Regions from separate parts of the Mus musculus genome. Here regions 2, 3 and 4 are each linked to region 1. Evidence: chromatin contacts called from public HiChIP or PLAC-seq data. All regions are on one chromosome and are shown on one strand. Each heading gives the region's core, a stretch centred on a gene start, on an enhancer-like site or on the middle of the called end of the contact. The rest is flanking DNA. Distances are from core to core; before and after follow the strand shown. Region 1 overlaps Gsta3 (glutathione S-transferase, alpha 3). Region 2 has its middle 23 kb from the start of Il17f. Region 3 has its middle 23 kb from the start of 6720483E21Rik. Region 4 overlaps Paqr8 (progestin and adipoQ receptor family member VIII).

Evidence for each region. HiChIP or PLAC-seq counts read pairs in DNA pulled down with a chosen protein or histone mark.
Region 2: an H3K27ac HiChIP or PLAC-seq map of embryonic stem cells shows a contact between it and region 1, with 2.2 times the contacts expected there. The contact joins two enhancer-like sites. A contact is called at or near these places in 2 of 39 promoter capture datasets (the 3T3-L1 cell line and pre-B cells), 1 of 484 Hi-C or Micro-C datasets (embryonic stem cells), 5 of 115 datasets of contacts at active chromatin or transcription factors (all in embryonic stem cells) and 1 of 9 other capture datasets (embryonic stem cells).
Region 3: a contact with region 1 is called in an H3K27ac HiChIP or PLAC-seq map of embryonic stem cells, with 2.7 times the contacts expected there. The contact joins two enhancer-like sites. A contact is called at or near these places in 2 of 39 promoter capture datasets (the 3T3-L1 cell line and pre-B cells), 2 of 484 Hi-C or Micro-C datasets (both in embryonic stem cells) and 1 of 115 datasets of contacts at active chromatin or transcription factors (embryonic stem cells).
Region 4: an H3K27ac HiChIP or PLAC-seq map of embryonic stem cells shows a contact between it and region 1, with 5 read pairs. The contact joins two enhancer-like sites. A contact is called at or near these places in 6 of 39 promoter capture datasets (the 3T3-L1 cell line, the C10 cell line, cranial neural crest and 3 more), 4 of 484 Hi-C or Micro-C datasets (the G1E-ER4 cell line, embryonic stem cells and uterus), 4 of 115 datasets of contacts at active chromatin or transcription factors (embryonic stem cells and extraembryonic endoderm stem cells) and 3 of 9 other capture datasets (adipose tissue, embryonic stem cells and liver).

The regions. Positions count from the first base shown.
Region 1 is chr1:21,253,656-21,259,185 of GRCm38.p6, forward strand. Gsta3 (glutathione S-transferase, alpha 3) reads left to right here. Exons shown (of 7, transcript NM_010356.4): 3 at 3,676-3,727; 4 at 5,193-5,325. The region is part of intron 1 of Gm28836 (a long non-coding RNA gene); the gene reads right to left. Among named protein-coding and RNA genes, the nearest start is that of Gm28836, 15 kb to the right of the region's middle. Within about 2 kb of position 2,951, at least 19 of the 459 cell types and tissues checked have an H3K27ac peak or open chromatin away from gene starts, as enhancers often do. A contact at or near this core is called in embryonic stem cells, where this site is marked.
Region 2 is chr1:20,758,920-20,764,449 of GRCm38.p6, forward strand. No RefSeq gene overlaps it. Among named protein-coding and RNA genes, the nearest start is that of Il17f, 23 kb to the right of the region's middle. Within about 2 kb of position 2,737, at least 5 of the 459 cell types and tissues checked have an H3K27ac peak or open chromatin away from gene starts, as enhancers often do. A contact at or near this core is called in embryonic stem cells, where this site is marked.
Region 3 is chr1:20,864,999-20,870,528 of GRCm38.p6, forward strand. No RefSeq gene overlaps it. Among named protein-coding and RNA genes, the nearest start is that of 6720483E21Rik, 23 kb to the right of the region's middle. Within about 2 kb of position 2,608, at least 38 of the 459 cell types and tissues checked have an H3K27ac peak or open chromatin away from gene starts, as enhancers often do. A contact at or near this core is called in embryonic stem cells, where this site is marked.
Region 4 is chr1:20,910,635-20,916,164 of GRCm38.p6, forward strand. All of the region lies in intron 1 of Paqr8 (progestin and adipoQ receptor family member VIII), which reads left to right. Gm24171 (a small nucleolar RNA gene) reads right to left here and starts at 4,906; the gene lies at 4,776-4,906. Within about 2 kb of position 2,142, at least 63 of the 459 cell types and tissues checked have an H3K27ac peak or open chromatin away from gene starts, as enhancers often do. A contact at or near this core is called in embryonic stem cells, where this site is marked.

The DNA of each region.
Region 1 (5,530 bases), core at 1,701-4,200:
ATGATCCTAGGAGAGGAGACATTGTAAGATTCAGGGGAGCCTTAGCTTACCGGAGACCCCCTGAGTGAACTATGTGGAGCCAGGATCAATGCAAAAAGCAAGAGGAATTTATTGTTCCAGTGCACTGGGGTTGTCCCAGACACGAAGGAGAGACGGTCACCTCTGGTGCATGTTTGACGAGTTTTTATATAGTTTCCAGGAGCGGAATAGAGCATCAGCAACTAGGCACAATATGATTGGTGGAACAGTGTGCCTTTTAAACTGATTGGTCTTTAGGGAATGAGGTGACAAGGACTTCCCTTGTCAGAAGGTGGGCAATGGTCCATCCTGTGAGATGTATTCCCACCCGCAGGTCAGTTCCTACCCTGTGATCTGAGGAATGTTAATTAGCCTCTCCCTTCCAGGGGAGCAAGTGTTTCATGACCTTCCCAAAGTTCCTGAGCTGACCTTTTCAACATCAACTACCATAAGCTGATGTTCCATTGAAGCAGGAATTTTGAAGGAATTTCCTACCTTTGTCTAGGCAAAGTGAGTCGGTCAACTTCCCAGGGTCCTGCCTGTCCATAGTTTGGACAGTGTGCTGTCGACAGTCAAGGGAGGCAAAGGGCAGTCTACTGCTCAGGGTCCAGCTTTTCTGAGTTTGAAGCAAGCGTTAGGTGTAGGTTCTCCTGTTCCCATCTGATCTGGAGATCAGAGGTGCTGTCAGAAGCTGCCATGTCTATCACAAAGAGGTTTTTAGTATACATTTGAAATGCCATATTCTACACATCTCTGAAGTTTTTGAAGGCCATCTGTCTGTCTAAAGTGTAGTTGACTAGACAAACTTTGCTTGTATCTCGTTACCCATACTAGTCTTAACCTTGAAAATATACATACACAGGAGGCTAAATAAGGCTTATTTCTATAATTAATTACATTAGTACTTAGCATGATTACAGATATAGTTCTCAACATATTAAAGGATTTTATCATTTATAAGGTGACTGACTACTAACTTGCATTTTTTTTTTTTTAATTTCTCGTGACAGGGTTTCTCTGTGTAGCCCTGGCTGTCCTGGAACTTGATCTGTAGACTGGGATTAAAGGCTTGTACCGCCATGCCTGGCTCCAAAATAAGACTTGTAATTACAGTATCCAAACAGCTAAGGCTTAAAGGAAGAGAAGCTAGGTAAATATTACTATGAACATACTAGACCTTAGGAGTTTATAGATCTTAATTATTTAATATACCTTATTCATTTAACATATGTTGCTACTTATCTAAATTTTCTAGCAGTTTGTGCTGAATCATTAGCAAAGACAGAAAATTTCATACAGAATATTTTAAATTAGAGTTGAACCATATATATATAATGTGTTGTGGCAAATATAGCCTTAAATTTCTACCATCATCACACAAAAGGCCATAGCAATTTAAAATATTTGAGACTTGCTGCTTTCGTAGTCTAAAAGGAGATAAATTAATGAACAGTTCATTATGACAAAGAAGTGTTATGATTGTTGTTTTATGTAGTGAGGTCATCTTAAGATGGCAAAGTCACATGGCAGGTTGTCAGCCATGTGACTGACATGGTTGCTATTTAAAACATTTGTTTTCCTAATCTATCTATCATCTCTCTATCTTTTTAAATGAGCTATATTCACGTTACATGCACATATACCCTAAACAAGAGTTGAAACACATATACAAACACCCATGTATACAAACACCCATGTATACAAACACTCATGTATACATTTTTAATTCTAAGCCCTTTGTTGTAAGTTTAAAGCCAAATTTTGTTGCAGATTATATACGTTTTAAACCATATCTAATGGGTAACATACAAATCCTTAGATAACAATTTACGGCATAATCTTAAGATGTTTTGTTTCTGAGAGCAGAGTGCAAAGAAATCAGGAGATAAGATTTTTTTTTTTTTTAAGTGTGGGGATTTGGAATCTTAGAGATAAGAGAATTTGAGAGTGTGTAGCAGAACAAGTTTAGACATAATATATTTGTGAATCATTTGTCCATGGCAGTGGGAATTTGGAAATCAGGTATGCCAATTTCTGGCCTTTGAATTTAGCCAAGCTGTTGTATAAAATCTGAGTCCATGTAGGAAGAGAGAGCAGGTGTGTGCTTAGCTTAGCACAGGCCCCAGAAAGCCAATGGCAAAGTCCACATGGGGAGGCTGCAGGAGCCAGTACTATGTGGCAGACATAAAGTGTGCTCTAGAATTTGAACTTACAGACAAATGATAAGTGCATGCCTCAGGAGCGTCGGATCAGCAGCTTGGTTTGAGCAACCACTGTGGTGGGAAAACCCAAGGGAGGACTTCGAACATGGCGTCCTACTTGGTGGCCTGGAGTGGAGGAGGGTTTGCTCTGGGTTAGATGTCTTTGGGTCCTAAGGCTCCTGAACAAAGATCCGCTTGCCCAGGCACATCCCAGCGTGGCGAGGGATCCTGGGGTTCTTAGACCCAGAAGTACCTTGTGCTTCTTAGGTTGCTGGGAAAGGATAACTTACCTAGTCAAAAGTTGATCATGTCAAGCAGAGAAAAAGAGAGGGGAAAGGAGAGGTCCTCAATTACCATGAGGACTTAACTCCTCCCTCCCTGGCCTAAGGCAACAACATAATAGGTTTTCTCTGCCCATGAAATAAGCCAATTCAAACCAAATTAAAAGTAAAAAGGGGCAGGTTATTTGTGGGGCAGCTCTCAAGTGGATTCATCAGTCTCAAGGAACAAGGCCAAAAAAAATCACCACGCAGACAGGGAGACTGAGGTGGGGGAGAAGAAAGAGACAGCATGTGCCCAGGGAGGGAGGGAGGACAGGAGCAGCAGGGCAGGAGGAGGAAGGAAGGAAGGAGCGAAGAGGAAAGGGAGGGAGAGGGAGATGTAGGCCTCTGGGGGTAGGGGAAGCCCAGCCCTTAGGCTGGAAAGTTTAGGGCAGAGGGTGGGGTATGCCAGCCACACCCTGTAACAGCAAAGGACTGAGGGATACTGGGAGAACCTAGAGGCCAGGTCCCCTTTGATATGTTAAATAACCACCTACTCCAGGGTTTGAAACCCAACCACTCCTTTCTTAAAATATCTGCTGTAAATTTCCATCAATCAAGTTTAGCTTGTAAGACTCTGGGAAGCCGTAGCTTACCCGGGACCCACTGTGTGAACCATGTGGATCTGGGATCTATGCAAAAAGCAAGAGGAATGTATAGTTCCAGTGCACTGGGGTCATCCCAGACCCGAAGGAGAGGCAGTGACCCCCAAGATCTATTCGGGGAGTTTTTATATGGTTTCCAGGGGTGGAATAGAGCATCAACAACTAGGCACAATTAGAGGAACAGTGTGCTCTTTAAACTGATTTATCTTTAGGGAACAAGGTGACAAAGACTACCCTGATCTGAAGGTGAGCAAGTCAGTCCTGTGGAATGTGTCCCAATGTGGTCAGGTCGGTTCCCACCCTGTGATCTGAGAAATGTTCATTAGTCCCTCCCTTCTGCAGGGTGCGTGTTTCGTGACCTTTCCAAGTTCCTGATCTGACCCTTTCAAGCTCACCTGTGTACCAAACTTTAAAAAAAAAAACAAAACTTTTTTTTTTCATATTATCTATAGACAGGAGCCATTAAAGTGAAAATCCTGGAGCACAATGAACTTAATCGATAAAGACTTGTTTATTCTTTCTGTTTTCTAGTTTGAAGAAAAATTTCTGAAAACTCGGGATGACCTGGCAAGGTTACGAAGTGGTAAGAAACAGATGTAAATGTTCCTGAGGGGGGTTCTGGTGGAAGCTATAAGCGTTTAATCATAAGTCAGTACCTATATAAGGTGGTGGTTATTATTATTATGGGGGGCTGCTACACCACCTCATTTAAATATCTATTCGGGGGTTTCTACCCCACTTCACACCATATTGTTCCCAGATAGAAGACAAGAAGCCTTTAGTATTATAAGAAGCTTAAAAGCACTAGAGCTGGGCAGGTATCAACCCTTTGTACTATTTTGTCTACATCCTGTGGTGATCCCTGAGATATAACTTGCCTTGCTCTGCCTGGGATCTGCCTACTCCATCCATGGCCCACATGTCCATGTGTTCACCATTCACCTAACTCGTGGTGGCTTCCTTCCTTTTCCTCTCCCTTTCTCATGGTCCCTACCTCAGACTCCAAGTCCTGGAAATTTCGCTCTACCCCTCTCTTCTGCCCAGGCCTGGCTGTAGGCATCTTTGTTAACCAATCAGGGATAACTTCAAGTACAGCATCGTTTGTACTTGAAGATCTCCTGGAGTACTGGGACCTGGTCTCAGCGGCCAACATTTAGCATCTGTATACATAGCAGCACCAGACCAACTCCCTACAGGTAATTGTAGTGTTCACTGATGAAAGGGTAGTAAGTTTAAGTCAAGGGTCTTCTCTATGAGCAGATCTGAAAATCTCTCAGTTTAAGGAGCTGAGAAACTCTTTGTGTCTGCTGAGAAACCATCCCCAGGGCCCCACAGGTGTCCCAGCTTTGCTTCCACATGCTCATTGCAGTTAGCTCAGGCTCCCACAGTACCCTCCATCCACACACAACTCACTGGATGCCAGGAGTAAATATGTCAATAACTGACCTTGAGGTCTAACAGGTTTAGCAAACTAATTCCATAGGAATACTGTATTCTAGGATTAACAGAAAGATTATGCTGATTATGTGGAAGACTATGAGAGAGGATAAGGGGAGAAAGGGAGAAGGGCAGCACCTATGGGTGAGGGTCACTGGGCCTACCCAGTACATGTTGTCCCTTGGTGTTAATTGAAAAGCACACAGGAACCTACATAGAAGCAGGGTCATGATTTTCCTTTGATGTCATGAATAACATGAATACTTTAGGACTGTCTTTTTTATTGTAAGGAAATCTGTTGACAGTACAATTATCCCTCCTTCAACTTCACCCTAAAATATATATGAGGATGAAATAAACACACCATCATATCCTGTCAACAGACACAGTATAAGTGTTTATGGTAAAAAATAAGAACACCAGTAAAATAATTGTCTACATCTTAGAAGACACTAAAGATGCAGGAAACAAAAAATTAGGTGCTATTTCATTGAAAGTTACCTAGTAATTTGTTTCTAAATTTTCAGCCATCTGATTAAATATTTTGTTTTGAATGTATCTAACCATAGATTTTACGACTTATTCTCCTTTCTCTTTGTTTCGTCCAATAGATGGGAGTCTGATGTTCCAGCAAGTGCCCATGGTAGAGATCGACGGGATGAAACTGGTGCAGACCAAAGCCATTCTCAACTACATTGCCTCCAAATACAACCTCTATGGGAAGGACATGAAGGAGAGAGCCATGTATGGTAGACTTTCTCTGGAAAAGATTTTTTCCTTTCTTGAGTGAACAGAACTATAGCAAGGGATTCATGAACACAGTGGGGTTGTGTGCTTGGATATACATACACTGACATCAGTTAGGGGAATGCCATGGAGATGGAGGAAGAATATAAGGGGTTAAAGATGTATCGTTGTAGAATAGGAGATATTGGAATCCTGTTTCCAT
Region 2 (5,530 bases), core at 1,487-3,986, 490 kb before region 1:
ACACAAAGAGAGACACACATGAACAATCAATATATGGCCTTACATAGTCAGACTCTAAGACAGGTAAAAGGCCTGCAGCAATCCTCACAGGGCTGGGGGAGAGTAACTTGTTATTGGTGCTTATGTATTGATTTCGACAAGGTGACCCCAGCTGCCAGGTGCCCTTTTAGAGCATGAGCTTAAGCGTCTCTATTGATCTCTGTGTCACAACTATTAATCTCATGTGCTACAGGTTTGTTTTTTTTTAGCATCTAACTTTTTAATTATGTGTATGTGCACACATATTGCTGGTACCCACAGAGGTCTGAAGGTGCCTTCAGTTCCCCTGGAGCCAGAGTTAAAGTCAGCTGTCGGCCACCCAATATGAGTTCTAGAAATGGAAATGAGATCCTCTGTAAGAGCAACGAGTGTTATTAACTATTGCGCTATCTCTCCAGCCCTAAGAGCAAAGTTTCTAAAGAAGGGCTAGAAAAAGTATACCTCCCTTTCCTGGCTGAGGAGTTACTTCCTAGAAAAGTTTATCTTTCAGTCCTTGTCCAAAGTGATGCTTCAAAGAGAACATTTCAGCAGAGAACCAAAATGAACTTGGCCAGCAGTGTTTCCTGCTAGAGTCCCACAAATCACAACACTTGGTCTCTTTTGCTGGTATTAAGACCCAACCAGAGAGTGAAAGGCCCTGTGAACGCAAGGGGTACAGTGTCCCAAAGATGTGAAACAGCTGCCCACACAGCCACACAACTCCCCACTCAACCCTGCCACCTAATCGTCCTTTGTGGGAAAGGTCAAAGGTGAATGAAGTCACAGACTCCAAGCACATCATGTCTTAAGTGTTGTTGTCAGACAGTGTTTGTGATTTATTTTAATTTTGAACTCCTATGACTACAGTGAAGGTCATTTTGGAGGCCCACAATGTAGGTCAGTCATCTTGGTTTACATTTGTGGAAGGAGAGCTCTGCAAACAGCCGCTTCCTTCCCCTGAGGTTACTGTAAGAAGTGGCCTACTTCAGGCAGATGGTGAGAAGCCAGCGTCGGGTCCCAGAATGCTTCTCATCGGCTCCCACACAGAGCATGCCGCACTCAAACTGAAACAGCTTCGGTACTGCCGCCTTTCAGAACCTACCACATGGGTGAGTCAGAGAGACTTCCCAGCCTGCACTGCCAGCTGTCATCAGAGATGGTATTCAACTGCACTGACCACTGGACAAAGAAAGTCACCTGTAAAAAGACGGTCGAATGTCGGCCTGAACACATGAGTTAGTAGTCTGCATCAAAGGACCAAAAACAGAGGTTACAAATAGATGGATCGTGACTCATATGTCCAGAAGGATGTAGTTCTAGCCTGGAAGCTGCATGCTTAAGGTAATCATGAATCCAAATTGAGAAATAATAACTCCAGGGGAAAAAACTTTCCAAAGAAGATAGCTGGGGCTACGGCTCATTTGTACTCTTTGCTTTTTATCTCTTCGTACACAAAACCCTGGTTGCGACATTTAGCAGTGTGCTGTGCAACACCTGTAATGTCTACATTTACGTGATAAAGATAGAAGAAGATCAGACATTCCCAAGATTAGCCTGGCAGTGGTGTCAAATATCTTGACTCCAGAGGCCGGGGCAGGCAGATCTCTTTAAGTTTGAGATCAGTGTGTGGTCTACAGAGCTAGTTCTAGGATAGGCAAGGCTACACAAAGAAACCCTGCCTGGGGGGGGGGGAGTTTAAGAAAACAGAAGTTCAAGTTCTTCCTTTTCACAAGGCAGATTTGAGACCAGCCTATACTGCATTCAAAGGAGAGACAGAGGTGACAATGGCACTTGAGTCACATAGCACTTTATTGGCTTCCAACCAGACCAGTGCTGCTCTGTTACAGATTAAACAGCATCAATTACTATTTATTATTATTATTATTATTATTATTATTATTATTATTATTATTATTATTACTCCCAAACAGTTCACTAGATGAAATCCTTATCAGCAGCACCCTGCTTCCTCCAAGGTCTTTAGGAACAATCATTTGTCTAGGTAAGCTGGAAACAGGCTAGAGGACTTGGCTAAGAGTTGTAAGACTCTGAGTTCAATCTCTATCACTGAAAAACAAAAATGGTGAAAAAATAAAATAAAATAAAATAAAGCATCAGTCCGCCAGTCCTGGGCTTGGGGGTCTCCTCCTCCATCTTTGAAGCCAACTGTGTTGCATCCTGTGTTTTTCCCCAGACATCCTTTTCCTCTGTCAACCATCCTACCTGTCTCAAGGACACTCGGAGTCATATTTAGAACCCACGCAGATAACTCAGGATAATCTCTCAATATCAAAACTCTTCCTTTAATCATATCTAGAGTCCCGGTTTTCATACATAGTAATATTCTCGGGTACACATTTTAGGATGTAGCTAACTTTGAGGACTATTTATGGGGATAATAAGTAGTGCACAAATCATGCACAGATGCTTTGCTAAGAAGAAATTCATGCGTGCAGTGCTCTAAGAAACTGAACTCATTGGTCAGATTACCCCCATATTCCAGGGGCACTGTGGTGCTGGCTAATGGAGCGTTAGTAAGTACAGAAAGCCTGAGGCTGGCCTGGGCCTCTCTTCAGGGTTTCTGAAAGGCAAGCATTTTCTACCTTGCATAAAAGCCTCATGAAACTTTTTTTTTTTTACAAATGCACACTTTGGGGTTCTTTAATCATGCAAATGCAAAGTAGAGCACTTTGGACAGTCCCCGGGGATTCAACTGCTCGTTGTCAAAGTTGCTCCCAAAGGTCATTTATCCTGTGGGTGGAGCTGCATCCGGGCAAACTGTGCAATCTGTGAAGATACATTTTTACCTTTCAGTCTTTTGTACCAGTGGACATTGTTACTTATTGCAGGACTAGTATGTACTTGCATGCTTCTATTTGTAGCTGTGGTGGCTAAAACTACAAAGAGTTAAATGGTCTGTGATCAATTCCTGGTGGATGATAGAACACACAGTGTAACTGAAGTGCTGGGGAGAGAGCTCAGTGGTAGAGCTCCTGCCCAGAATGTGTACAGCCACCCAGACACTCGCGCGCACGCGCACACGCGCGCGCGCACACACACACACACACACACACACACACACACGCACACACGCACACACGCACACACATGGGCACACACAAATGGATCAGTTAAGAATCATATTCATCTTACTCATCTAGATTCACAGTTTATGATTGAATGAATAACATATAATGATATACAGTTGAATGAATATATAGAAAATAAGAAGGGGGCTAGAGACTGGAAATTTGGATCTAAGCTTACCTGCACATACTACTCTTGCAAAGGGCAAGAGTCTAGTTCCTGTCACCCATTTCAGGGAAATCAAAGCCACTGAAACTCAAGCTCCAGGAGAGCCAATGCCCCTGGCTGCCACAGGCACCCACACTCATATGGCCATACCCGTAACTAACACATGTACACATAATTAACACTATTTGTCTGTTTGTTGTTTATCTGGTTATGTACACATGTATACTTCATTCTGCCTGCATGTATGCCTGCAGGCCAGAAGAGGGCACCAGATCTCGTTATAGATGATTGTGATCCACCATGTGGTTGCTGGGAATTGAACTCAGGACCTCTGGAAGAGCAGACAGTGCTCTTAACCTCAGAGCCATCTGTCCAGCCCTAATTAACAATTTTTAAAAAGTCATTTAGAAAGAAAGAAAGGAAGGAAGGAAGGAAGGAAAGGAAAGGAAAGGAAAGGAAAGGAAAGGAAAGGAAAGGAAAGGAAGAAAGGAAGGAAGGAAGGAAGGAAGGAAGGAAGGAAGGAAGGAAGGAAGAAAGAGAGAGAGAAAAAGAGAGAAAGAAAAAGAGAGAGAGAAAGAAAAAGAGAAAGAAATAAATCCTGGGATATGATCCTACACTCTAAAATAACCATTCTATTGATATGATTAATATTATCATATGGTAGGTCAACTAGAAATTTCCTGATGCCAAAAATCACTATCACATTTTGGTTTTAAAAAATCAGGAAATGTTCATCTTGGGATTCTGTGAACAGATTGATTCAGTAATCTAACTAGTCAAAAAAGCTAAGAGCTCAAAAAAAAAAAAAACAGGACAGGGAAGATCTGTATTACACTGAGACCCTCTGTGGCCTCATGACCAACAACCAATAGAGAGAAGTTCTGTATATGAGATTTTGTTTGATAACTCATGGCTGTTAGAGGCAGCATTAGTTCGGCTGTAAAGCCTACATCTTTCTGGCTCTCATATTTTATAGTTGGAGGGTTTCATTCATGTGGCTGTTTCATGTTCCCTTCGTTTTGGTTAACACTCCCTCCCTGCCCCACCCCATCCCTCTACCCTTAGCCCTGCTTAAACTCTCTACCCCCATATTTCCCTCTCTGTTTTTAATATCACATATCCGATGTTATTTCCCCTCCCTTGAATCATCCCCCAGCTCCAATCGACTCTGTTCTAGCTTCCTGTATTCTCTAGCTATTCCAAGCTAAACATGTCAATCTAAAGATTAGGAGCTAAGATTGATCCAGAGAGAGAGACAGTGTTTGTTTTTATCAGACTGAGTTACCTTGCTCAGTAGAGTTTTCATTCAGTTCATTCATCTACCTGTAAATTTATAATAATTTCATTTTGTCTTTGCAGATGAAGACAATTTCATTGTGTGTGTGTGTGCCAGCCACCTTTTCATTATCCATCATCAACTGACAGACATATGTATGACTGAGCCAATTCCCTGGCCTTTGTGGATAGGATAGCAATGAACACTGTTGGGCAAAATTCCAGTAGCACAATCCAGAGTCCTTAGGGTATGTGCCCTGGAGTGCTTGCCTATAGTAGCTCTATTTCTTGTTCTTCTTCTTAAAATGAACCCCCATCCTGATTTTTGTAGTGGCTATACCAGTTTGCATTCTCACCAACAGTGAATAAGGGGTTCCTCTTTCCCCACATTTTCTCCACCATTTTTTGCCACTTGATTTTTCTTTTAAATGGTGACCATCCTGACTGGGATGAGATGGAATCTCAAAGTAGTTTAAATTTCATTTCCCTAATGGCTAAGGCTGCTAAAGACATTTTAAAATGTTGATTAGCTGGATCACAGGGCCCCCAATGGAGGAGCTAGAGAAAGTATCCAAGAAGCTAAAGGGGTCTGCAACCCTATAGGTGGAACAACAATATGAACTAACCAGTACCCCAGAAAGCTCGTGTCTCTAGCTGCATATGTATCAGAAGATGGCCTAGTCAGCCATCACTGGAAAGAGAGGCCCATTGATCTTGCAAACTTTATATGCCTCAGTACAGGGGAACACCAGGGCCAAGAAGTGGGAGTGAGAGGGTAGGGGAGTGGCGGGGAGGGTATGGGGGACTTTTAGGATAGCATTGGAAATGAAAATGATGTAATTTAAAAAATTAAAATTAAAAAAAAAATGTTGATTAGCTATGTGTATGCCTTCCATTGAGAAGTCTCTATTCAGACCCAGGGCCAGTTTTTGTTGTTGCTTTGTGTTGTTCTTCTTTTGTTTGTTTTTAATTGGATTATTTG
Region 3 (5,530 bases), core at 1,358-3,857, 390 kb before region 1:
CAGTGTGGGGGGCTGGGATGCTGCTCTGAGGACTTTACTCATTATTTCAACAGGATGCAAGGACTTAGAAAGCTCTTCCACAAGGCATTATGTAAACTGATTTGGATGTAGCATGGAGGGCATAGGGGGATTCACATGAAACATGGTAAATTTATCTATATAAAATGTACGTGGTATTTAAAGATGATAATAATAAAATCATAAAAGTAACCTATACATGCATTTCTGTATAGATAAGTATGCATATATATCCTGATACCTATTCTAATGTATACATGTATATATATGTATATATATATATGCATTAAAATTATATATGTATGGATGTGTATATGCACATCACTCTCAGCCACTTTTCTTAAATATACCACTTTAATTAATTATTAAATTTACCTCCCAGCCACAGTTTCCCCTTCCTCCTTTCCTCCAAGTCCTTTGCCTCTCTCCAACCCCATCCACTCCTCTTACTCTCCAGAAAAAGGGAGGCCTCTTATGGTAAATATACCGTTTTTAATTAAGATACTTATCATGGCAAGAATAAAGTTATGTGAGGAGATTTCTGAGTGCTTGTGAGAAAACTCCAAGAAAACAAGAGAAGACCTCTGTTTTTTCAAAAACACAGAATTGTTCTTGGAATGTGTTTTTGTGCTCTTCCCAGGTGGGGTTGATAAGAGTGAATTTACTTCAGCTGTCGTTACTCATGTGCCTCTACGCAAAGAAACATGTTTTTGCCACGAGGCTTATCCATGTGGTTGAACAACTTACTCACATGACTCTTCTTAACCCTCAGAGTATAAATTGTCTGATGCATTAAATAAACTTGGCTATTTCATGAGACTTTAGTCTGCCTTGTTTATTGGCTCTGTTCTCCCAGGTTCATGCTGCCAACTAGAGTGGTACAAAGTAATGTCAGGGCAGCTTACTTGTAGTCTGTGTGTATGTATGTGTATGTGTGTATGTGTGTGTGTGTGTGTGTGTGTGTGTGTGTGTGTGTGCACGCGTTGTCTCTGTGTAAATGTGCATGATGTATGCATATAGGTATGTGTGCATGCCATAATGTCTTTTTCAACCACTTCTCTACCTTATGTTTTGAAACAGTCTTTCACTGAGCCCGTTGATCACAGATTGGGTGGATTGACTGGCCCACAAGCCCCTGGGGTCCTCCTTGCTCCCCTGAACTTGGGTTAGAAACATTCATGGCCATGCTCTGCTTTTATGTGGGTGCTGGGGTTCTACAGTCAGGCCTTCATCCTTATGCAGCAAATACTTTATCCACTGAGCAACTTACTCAGTGTTTACTCCAAGCCCCAACATACTTACAGTCTGCTTCTCAGAGAGACCCCTGGTATAATCTCTTTTACCAGTTCAGATCACAATACTATACTTGATCATCATTTATATTTATTTCTACTTTTATTTTTCCAATGCTTGCATTTTTGGTTTAAAATGAACAATGTATAAATATAAATATCCACAGGATACATGTATCATCCAATCTATGCATATTTTTAGAATTTGCTTTCAGGAATGTGGTACCTTCCTTAAACAGTGTATGGCCTCTGTGCTTTATTTTCTAGCTAGAAATTACATCTATGAATATTATCTGTTAATTTATATATTGCAAAAAAAACTCTAGGCAATATAGGATATTAAAAGGAATGCAAGTTTTGGTACCCAAAAGATACAAAGTTAAGTCTTAATTTTATTACCAGATATTTGATGTTGGGTGCAGGTATTTAACCCTTGAAAATCTTCGATCCCTTTATAGAAAGTAAATATAGTAATGGGAAGTTTCAGGAACATGTGTTCAGTAACTTGCATATATGTTAAGACGATGGACTGTTAGATGTAGAGAGCTCATTGTGACGAGGGTATGGAGATGGGTTCTCAGCTAAAGTTCTTGCTGCCTAGATACAGAAGGGTCATACAGGAAGATGCGCTGAATCTCTCTAGAGAATCTCTTCTAAGTACTACCTGTCAAGAAAAAAGCTGATGAGCAATGAGCTGAGGCAGGAAATAGGAGGTGGGACATTGGCAGGAAGTCAGAGGATTCTGGGAAATAGTGCAAGAATAAATAGAGTATAAAAGAGAGATTCAGGAGAGCCATGGGGGACAGATGGAGGGAGATAAACTGAGGAGACAGACAGACATAAACCAGCAGGGAGACACTGAGAGGACTAGAAGAAAGAACCAGGGCAGGAATGAAGGAGAAGTAACTAACTACATGGCAGACACAGAATAATTTAAATGGGTTAAATAAGTTATGAGCTAGTCAGGGAATGAGCCAAAGGCTTATGGTCTAGGCATTTATTAATAAATATTTAGTCTCAGTTGTCATTCCAGGAGCAGAACTGGGAAAGGAAAAAAAATGGATACATAATTTTTTAACAGGCAGGTTAAGTTATGGTGAGAGTAATTTTTCAAAGACTTCAGAGTGTGTTTACAATAGTGAGTCTGACAGCTTCAAATTGTATTGTATAAGACAACAAAGGTTTGATTCTCCCCCGCTGTGTTAGCTCAGTTTCTCTGGGAAACCTTTCTACATGTGAATAGGCATGCAAGGGATGCGTTGAAAGCAGACACAGCAAAGGAGGTTTCAAGTCTGTGGCAGAGAGTCAAAGCAGCAGGCCTGCATAGGCGGCATCCTGGCTGTCAACACAGTGAAGAGACATTCTTCCGGGCCAACAGAGAATTCATCACGAGCCAAGGTCACTTGCTGGAAAAATCCTCTGCTTTACAAGAATAGGCTGAATGGGAGCCCTCAGCATCCTGCTAGTCATTACTGGAAGAGTTCATGGGAAACACAGCCTTGGACGGGATACACTGGTTGATGCCGGGGGGCTAGGTGTTGTACAGTCCACCATCGCAGGATACAGAGAAGGAGACCATCTTTAGTGAGTCAACAAAAGCCAGTTGGACTTTCAAGCCCAAAGCTCAGGCAGGGAATCTGGTGTGTCATAACCCAGATGTCGTTAAAACTACGAATAATCCTCAGATAAAATCACAAAATGGAAGGGCTAAGAGTACAGTTCCAGCAACATCAGAATGTAAGGAAGTACATGGTAAAGTATAGATTTCACGCTCTTTGTTAGGGTGTCTATAGCATACTGAAAAGCTCAGGTGGACGTGTAGTCAGGTGTCCAAGGGTCTGACAATTACACTGGCAATTACACTCACATAAGGCTCCCATTCAGGGCTGAATAAGTCAGGTGATGGAAGGCAATAAAGGCAGGATGGATTCCCTAGGCGGGTATTGTTGGGAACTAAGAGGGTGTGGGGGAAGGAGCGGGGAGGGAGGATAGCCTGCATCGGGCCAGAGTTCCTCCTTTGCTCTGGGCAGGCAGACGCTTTCCACTCGGACCCGGGTGGCCATCTAAGCCACTGACAACACTCGATGGGGGGGAGGGGACTGTGGACAAGGGGCAGCCCCCAATAGGGGGCCCCAGGGATACAGGAGAGAGGGCAGAAGGAAAGAGATTCCCACTCAGGCGAGAGTCCTTAGTCTGGGCCTTGACTGGAGCATAAGATGGTCTTCCATCGGGAGATTACAAAAGGCTCATTAGAGGAAAGCCTATCCCATCGTCCAAACACAGCGGGCCTTGATGAACCGAGACAGTCTATGGTTTTAGAGCTTTGCTGTAGAAAGGCAGGGAGAAAGGAGAGAAAGTGGAGAGAGAGAGAGAGAGAGAGAGAGAGAGAGAGAGAGAGAGAGGCAGGCCATGGCCAAGAGGAGAGAAGGGGGAAAGGAGAGAGAGAAGAAATAGAGAGTAAGAGAGAGAGAGAGTGAGAGGAGAGTATGAGGAGAGGAGAGGGTAAGAGGAGAGTGGAGAGTAAAAAGAGTAAGGGGAGTAAGAGAGTTGGGGCTAAACAGCCCCTCTTATGGTAGGCTGTTATCTTTACTGTTGCTAGGTAACTGGGGAGGAGTGTAACCTGAAGGTCAGAAGCTTGGAACATTGTCTATGTGACTGCTAGCCATACTTCACCTGTGGGGACTGTGGGGGGTGGTAACTTCGACAGGAGCCTTGAGTCCAGGAGATATGAGGGAACTCTTTCTGTCCCAAGTAGGTGACACCACCAGTTCCCAGGGTTCCACACCTCAACTCGACTAGAGACCAAACTGTGCATAGCCCAATGCCCCACAGGGTATACAACACAATTTCAAAACTGTCCTGGTGGGCAGTTTTGAAGTCATGTCCTCACCAGGAAGTACTTCTTAGTTGTGGCTGAAGCAGCTACACCGTTGACAAGTTCATTCTGAGTGTGGCTTTTTTCCTGGTAACTCCATCGGAGTCTATTCTTTTTCTCCCTGAATCCACAAGCCAGTGATATACCTGGGGGTATCCTTGTCTGCTTAAACCAGCTATGAGTATTTGAAACATGACCAGTTATAACTAAAGGAGCCACTAACCAAAGAGTGTAGGTGGGCTGGACAGAGAGCCCTGACACATATGTAGCAGATGTGCAGCTCAGTCTCAGTGTGGGCCTCCAACAACTGGAGCAGGGGCTGTCCCTAAAGCTGTTCCCTGTCTGTGGAATCCATACCCCAACTGGGCTATCTTTTCAGGCCTCAGTGGGAGAGGATGAGCCTAACCCTACATAGACTTGATGTGCAGGGTGGGGATGGAGGGGGTGGAGGGAGGGAATCTGTGATGGAGGGACAGGGAAGGTAGCAGTGACTGGGATGTAAGATGAATTAGTAAATTAAGGGGGGAGTAGCTTGTTCTCTCTCTCTCTCTCTCTCTCTCTCTCTCTCTCTCTCTCCAGCTACTCACACACTCCCATATGTGAGTGGTGAGTTTGGTGTGGTAAAAATGAGGGAGGTGCCTAGGGAATAGACATCCTTGATACCTCCATGCCTTCTGTACAGGAAGCACAATGGGAGATGCACAAGATTGGGATTTGGCCTTCACTCTGATGTTCCAGGCTTCTGGTGACCTTGGGTGACTTGCATATAGGAAGCTTTCTTCCCTGGAAAGGAACTGTAATTTTTTTTTTTTTTTTCATCTCACCAAGTGACTGTGATGTCACGGAGGCATGGCAGGCATCAGGCAAGTCAAAAGTACTTTGAGTTTTCTAAGTGGTTAAAACACCTTGGGGGAGATACCACTCAATACTGCTTTCTTCACAGGGATTCTGGCCAAATGAGAGGATGCTCAGCAAAGCAAGCTGCAAAGCCTATTGTTAGGAGGAAATAGGCCTTGGGGGAGGTCACATCTTAAAGCACAAATTTCCCCCAGTGCTTTAATGATGGGGCCATGCTATAGAGGTCTGGGCCTGCAGAGAGAAGGGAGACATGAAGATAAACTTCATTGTTTTGTGTGTGTAGTTTTCTCTTTTGGCACGCTAAAAGGCACTGCCATCAAAGGACAGTTGTTGACTCTAAACCTGCTGGGGAGGATGCTGAGCTGTTGGAGGTAGAGTTGGCTACAGAGATACAATCGGAGAGTGGAGGGAACAGACAGTTCATTGCTTGAAATGAAGTAGAAGATTCATTTACCAAAATCTTTGGTGTGCCTGCTTTTGCTCACAA
Region 4 (5,530 bases), core at 892-3,391, 340 kb before region 1:
GTACCAATGAGCATCTTATCCCCAGCTGATTTCTTACTTTTTGAGGTACAGTTGCTAACTTGTCCAGGCTTGACTTGAGCTCACCATGCAGCCCAGGCAGTCCTTGAACTTGTAGTCTTTCTGCCTCAGCCTCCTGATCAGGCTGGTTCACAAGCTTGCTTTATCAGGCCAAGCTTCCGTGTATTCATTCATACAGAGACTATTCCCTGAGCACTTACTGTGTACTATGGACCGTTCTAGGCAAGGGTGTGATGGTAAATACGCCAGACCAGGATTCCTTTGCTGAGGGAACCTGTCTGGGCTAGCACAGAGGCTAGGAAGAACAGACAATAAACATAACACACAATGTATTAGTTTCCTATCCATTCAGATGGCTGCTGTCTAAGAAAATGGGGCTAGAAAGATGGCTCAGTGGTATCCGGTTACTCTTCCTGGGGACTGAGGTTCAATTCCTAGAATCCACATGGTCACTCATAAACATTTGTAACTCCAATATGCAAAGAATCTGATGCCCTACAGACATTACAGGCATGAAATACACAGACACACATGCAGGGGTTGGGGTGCACTGATACAAATACAGTAATACTCTTAAGAGAGAAAAACAGAAAAGAAGCCAGTATTGAAGCTGTGCAGAAATTGGAACATTCTGGTGGATAACAAAAATTGCAGCTGTCATTGAGGATGGTGTGGCGAGAATATTTAAAATTCCATTTTAAATGTTCTCAAAATATTTAAAATGAAATTACTATTATCCAGAAATCCCACTTCAGGGTATGTGTGTACCAAAGGACTGGAAGCACGGTCCTGAGAAGATATTTATACACCACAGTCACAGCAACTTCACTCTCAATAGCCAAAAGGGTGGGATGACTCCTCTACTGACAGACAAACATGTAGACAAAGCGTGATGTACACACACAATGTTGACCCTCAAAGAAGTGTTGACACATACTACACACATGGCTGAAACCAGGGGACGTGGTGCCAAGTGAAATGTCACTTATAAGTAATACTATTCATTGAATCCCAATAAAAAGCTGAAATGTTCCTTTGGTAAGGATATAGAAAACTGGTTTTTTTTTTCCTTTTAATTTGTGTATGTGTGTCCATATCTCTGTCTCTGGAGCGTGTATGTGTACATATGGGTGTACTTGTCCTGAGAGGAGCATGCAGAGGCCCCACTTTGTGGGGGTCAGTTCTCTCCATGTGCTAAGGATTAAATTCAGGTTATTCGGTTTGGAGTCAAGTACCTTTGCCTTGACTTAATGTTCCCAGCAAACTACTTTTAAATATTGTTGGTTGAATTATAAATTGTCTCAATCATTTTTGGAAGACAGAATTGCAGTCATCGTAGTTTAAATGCATATAGTCCTAGCAATTAATCTTCCAGGATTTACTTCATAGATATATTAAAAAGTGTGCTAAGAAAAAAAAAAGAAAAAGAGATGTCACTTATAAAAAGATTTTGAGTCCGTGAATATGAAGTCCCAAAAACAGTACATAAAACAAAAAAATAGTTTCCAGGGGCCAGAGAGAAGAGAGGAGGGAGGCCTGAGCAGGAGATAATGGGCTTTGTTTTGCAGGAGAGAAAGAGTTGTGGTTTAGACAAATGAGTGTGCTTAACTACATTCTGAGAAGGGAAGAGATGGGACACTGAAATCAGCGGTGCATGTCTGTGATGTCAGGGCTTAGCAGCCCGTGTGGGAGTTTTGAGGTCATCTGGGCTAAATAATGAGACTCTGGAAGAAGAATAAGGAACAAGGTTGAGAGAAAAAGACAGAAGAGGAGGAGGAAGAGGAGAGGAGTGGGAGGGAGAGGAGAAGGGGAGGAGGAGGAGGAAGAAAAGATGAGGAGGAGGACAGGATGAAGACAAAGAGGTTAAGCTGGTAAATTTTGTGTACTTGAACACACAGAGGGAAAGTAATACATTAAGCTACAAGGAGTAAATCTGAAATGAAACGGGGCAGAGTGTGGTGCCTGGTGGAGCGCCAAGCAGCTTTAAATCAGGAGGGAGGCTGGGTTTAAATCAGGAGGGAGGCTGGGTAGCTCCTCGAGAAGCGGAGGCCTGAGGAAGGCCTGAGAGGGCTTGTTTATCTCCTGGCAGCCATGGTGATCTTAATCTAAGACTAAATCTTCCAGGGCCCGTGGGCGTGGGCGCGGGCGCGGGCGCTGTGGCAAAGAGCAGACAACGTTCAGGCAGTGTCACTGGGAGGTTGCTGAGGTTGAAGCTGGGGTTGGCCACTTTTCAGCTTGGTTAGAAAGACAATCCAGGCGCTCAGGTGGCACCTGCACTGGCTTTAATGAGATGTCACCTGAGACCACAGGTCAGGTGACTGCAATGATAAATGCTTGTGACCCTTTCTAAAGTTGAACTGGAGCCTAGAAGCAAAAAAAAAAAAAAAAAAAAAAAAAAAAACAAAACAAAAAAAAACCCCCAGAGGTGTGATTTTTCTTTGTTTCTTTCTTTTTATCTTGGTTTTTCAGGTTGTTATTGAGCCTGGGGAGGCTTGGCTTCCTGGGAGCTGAGAAAACATTCATTTTCAGTATGAATTGTAAGTCCCTCATAACCTTGGGATTTGCAAAGCTTCGTCTGACCTTCTATCACCATCTAAGTAAGGAGGGAGCTCAGATAGTCTTATTTCAGGTACTCTTTACCTGATATATCATGTGACATGGAACGAGGAGCCGCCTAGAAAACTCTGTGACCTGGTTGTGTTTTATGGTGAACTTAGGAGACCAGTGTAAATGGTATCAACTTACCACTGTTTAAGACAACACTTTGTACTTATGACGAAATTAGGAAGAGACCGGCACCCTTTCTTTGCAGTCTTCAACTGATTCCCACAACTCAGTTTTGATATCACTTTTCTAGATGTGATAAGAAAATGGTAGGCTCAGCTTGAATCTCTGCTCTGCAATCAGGAAGATTTCCGGGCCACCACATTCTGACCCTGAGGAGGTTCACACGAGGGGCGGCCAATGACTTTGCCTCTCCCACAATCCTGCTCTCTAGACAGGGGTTCTGAAACTGCACTGCAGGGATGGGGAGGGGTAGAAACAGGCTCTTTCAGCATGTGTCCTTTCCACACTATGACGGTCATAGTTGGAAAAATATATTCCACCAACCTTGAAAATGGTCCCTACTCCAGTTTTTGGTAACCAGTCTACCTAATGTTTGACTTCCTTTAGTTTATAAACAAAATTCTTTCCTCTCTTCCTCTCACCTTCAACCTGTTCCTTCCTTTCTTCCTCTCATGCCTTCCTTCCTCCCTTCCCCTTCCCTTCCCTTCCTCCTTCCCTTCTCTTCCTCTCTCTCTCTTTCTTTCTTTCTTTCTTTCTTTCTTTCTTTCTTTCTTTCTCTCTCTCTCTTTTTCTTTCTTCCTTTCTTTCTTTCTTCCTTTTACTTTTTATTGGTTCTTTATGAATGTCACATCCTGCATCCCGATCCCATTCATCTCCCCATCCCCTCCTCTTCTCTCCACCCTTTCAACCTCCCTCACAACAGAGACATAAACATTTCCTGTGGAAGCTATAGTGTGTCACAGTATATCCCACACTTTTACCTTTTGCCCACACTTCTTTGCTTGCAAATGTTCATTACGATGAGTCTGGTATAAGGCCTCTGGCTTCTGCTACTTTATCACTGCTGGAAGCTCACTGGGACTCCGCTTGGATACCCTGTTGCTGCCCTGTGTCATGGAGATCCCATAGGTTTGAATCTGTAGGACCAGCCTCTTTATGGATTCCAGCAGTTCCTTGATGGGGTGGATGTTGGGGTGGGGCCAATTCAAAGCCGTGGATCTGGGCATGAGAGGTATCTAAGCTGGCTAGCCTGTAGGCTCTCCCGCTCTTATGCCCTTAGGGCTGGCTCACCAGCAACCCCCACAGCCAGAGCCAGCTCAACCCTGCTGCCCAGGTGAGGTACAGGCCTGCTCTCCTGGGTGCTGCAGCAAGTGAGGGGCTGGGACAGTTCACCTGCTCAGATGACCTCAGGAACAGCTCTCCTGCCTGCCATAGGTGGCGAGGAGTGGATGAGGGGCATTGCTTCCCCCCCCACCCCCCCCGTTACCGAACAGAAGACAATGGTGGAGCCAGCTCTTCCACATTCGTGCCTTTGGGGATGGCTAGCCTGTACCCCTGCCACCAGGGTCAGCTCTATTGTGCTGCCCAGGTGAGGCACAGGGCCTGCTCTCCCAAGTGCTAGCACTGGTGAGGGGCCAAGCCAGTTCTCTTGCTCTCATGACCCCAGGGTCAGGTCTCCCGCCCGCCACAGATGGTGATGGGTAAAGGTGGAGGAGATCTCTCCTTCATCCATGCTATCACACCAGAGATGAGTGGTAGGGCCAGCTCTCCCATGCTCATATCCTTGGGGCTAGCTCACCTGCAATACTCAAAATGTGTGGGATCTCTCAGGAGCAGTCTCAGGAGTGTTATGCCTTGGTCGTACATTAGGGCACCAGGCAGGGGTCATCTTGGGCATGAATGATCTGCTCCCTCAAACCTATGTGACCAGACAGATGGTCATTTCAGGCTATTTTTCTGTCTGGGACCCGTGGAGTGAGTCTGATGGTCGTCTGGGGCTTGCTCCTCACTGGCTGCCTGAGTGGCTGCTTGTGAGAGTTGTCCCAGTTTACTCCCAACTGAGGCTGAAGGTGGGCTAAAGGTCCAAGGTGGGTTCTTCTAGTCTCCAGCTTGCTCTCCATCTTGGGCGCCCATTCAGACCTGCCTGGAATGGGATTGTTTGTCATCTCAGGCTTGCTTTTTTTTCAGGGAATGTTAGGTTACTAATCATTCGGACGTTCCTACATCAGAACAGTGAATATAATGTAGACTTTCTCCTCTCTGCCACCTCCTGACACACACGTGACACATTAGCCACGTCTGCAATGCCTCTCTCGGCAGGCCTCTTTTTATTTCTTATACAGGGGATTGAACCTGAGGCTTTGTGCACACTAAGTATATGCTTTACACAGATCCACATCCCTATCACTGGACAAGATTCTTGGTGCATGCTTTCCAACCTAGGTGCTTTCACAGTAAAGAAAGAAAAGGGGTATTTTCTTCATCTTTGTGCATACCCCGCTGTGCACAATCATCTCTCCCTGGTTATTGAGCCCAGAAAACTTCCAGTACCTCTGGTTTCTCTCAGCAGACAATGCTGGGAATAGAGCCAGTTGTCTTACCCCAGGGTCAAATGATCCCATGCAAATGTAGCAACTTCTTACTCTGATAGATCTCTATCAGTGGGAAAGCAGGATTTAGTAGCCATTCTGGGCGGATATGTGTGTGTGCTCGTCAGTTTGACAGGAGTTAGGATCATCAGGGAGAAAGGAGCCTCGGCTGAGCAACTGCCCCTGTGAGATCCAGCCGTAAGGCATTTTCTCAACTAGTGATCAATGTGAGAGGGCCCCGACCCATTGTGAGTGGTGCCATCTCTGGGTTGGTGGTCCTGGGTCCCGGGTTATAAGAAAGCAGGCTGAGCAAGCCAGGAGGATCAAGCCTTACAGTGGTACCCCTCCATGGCCTC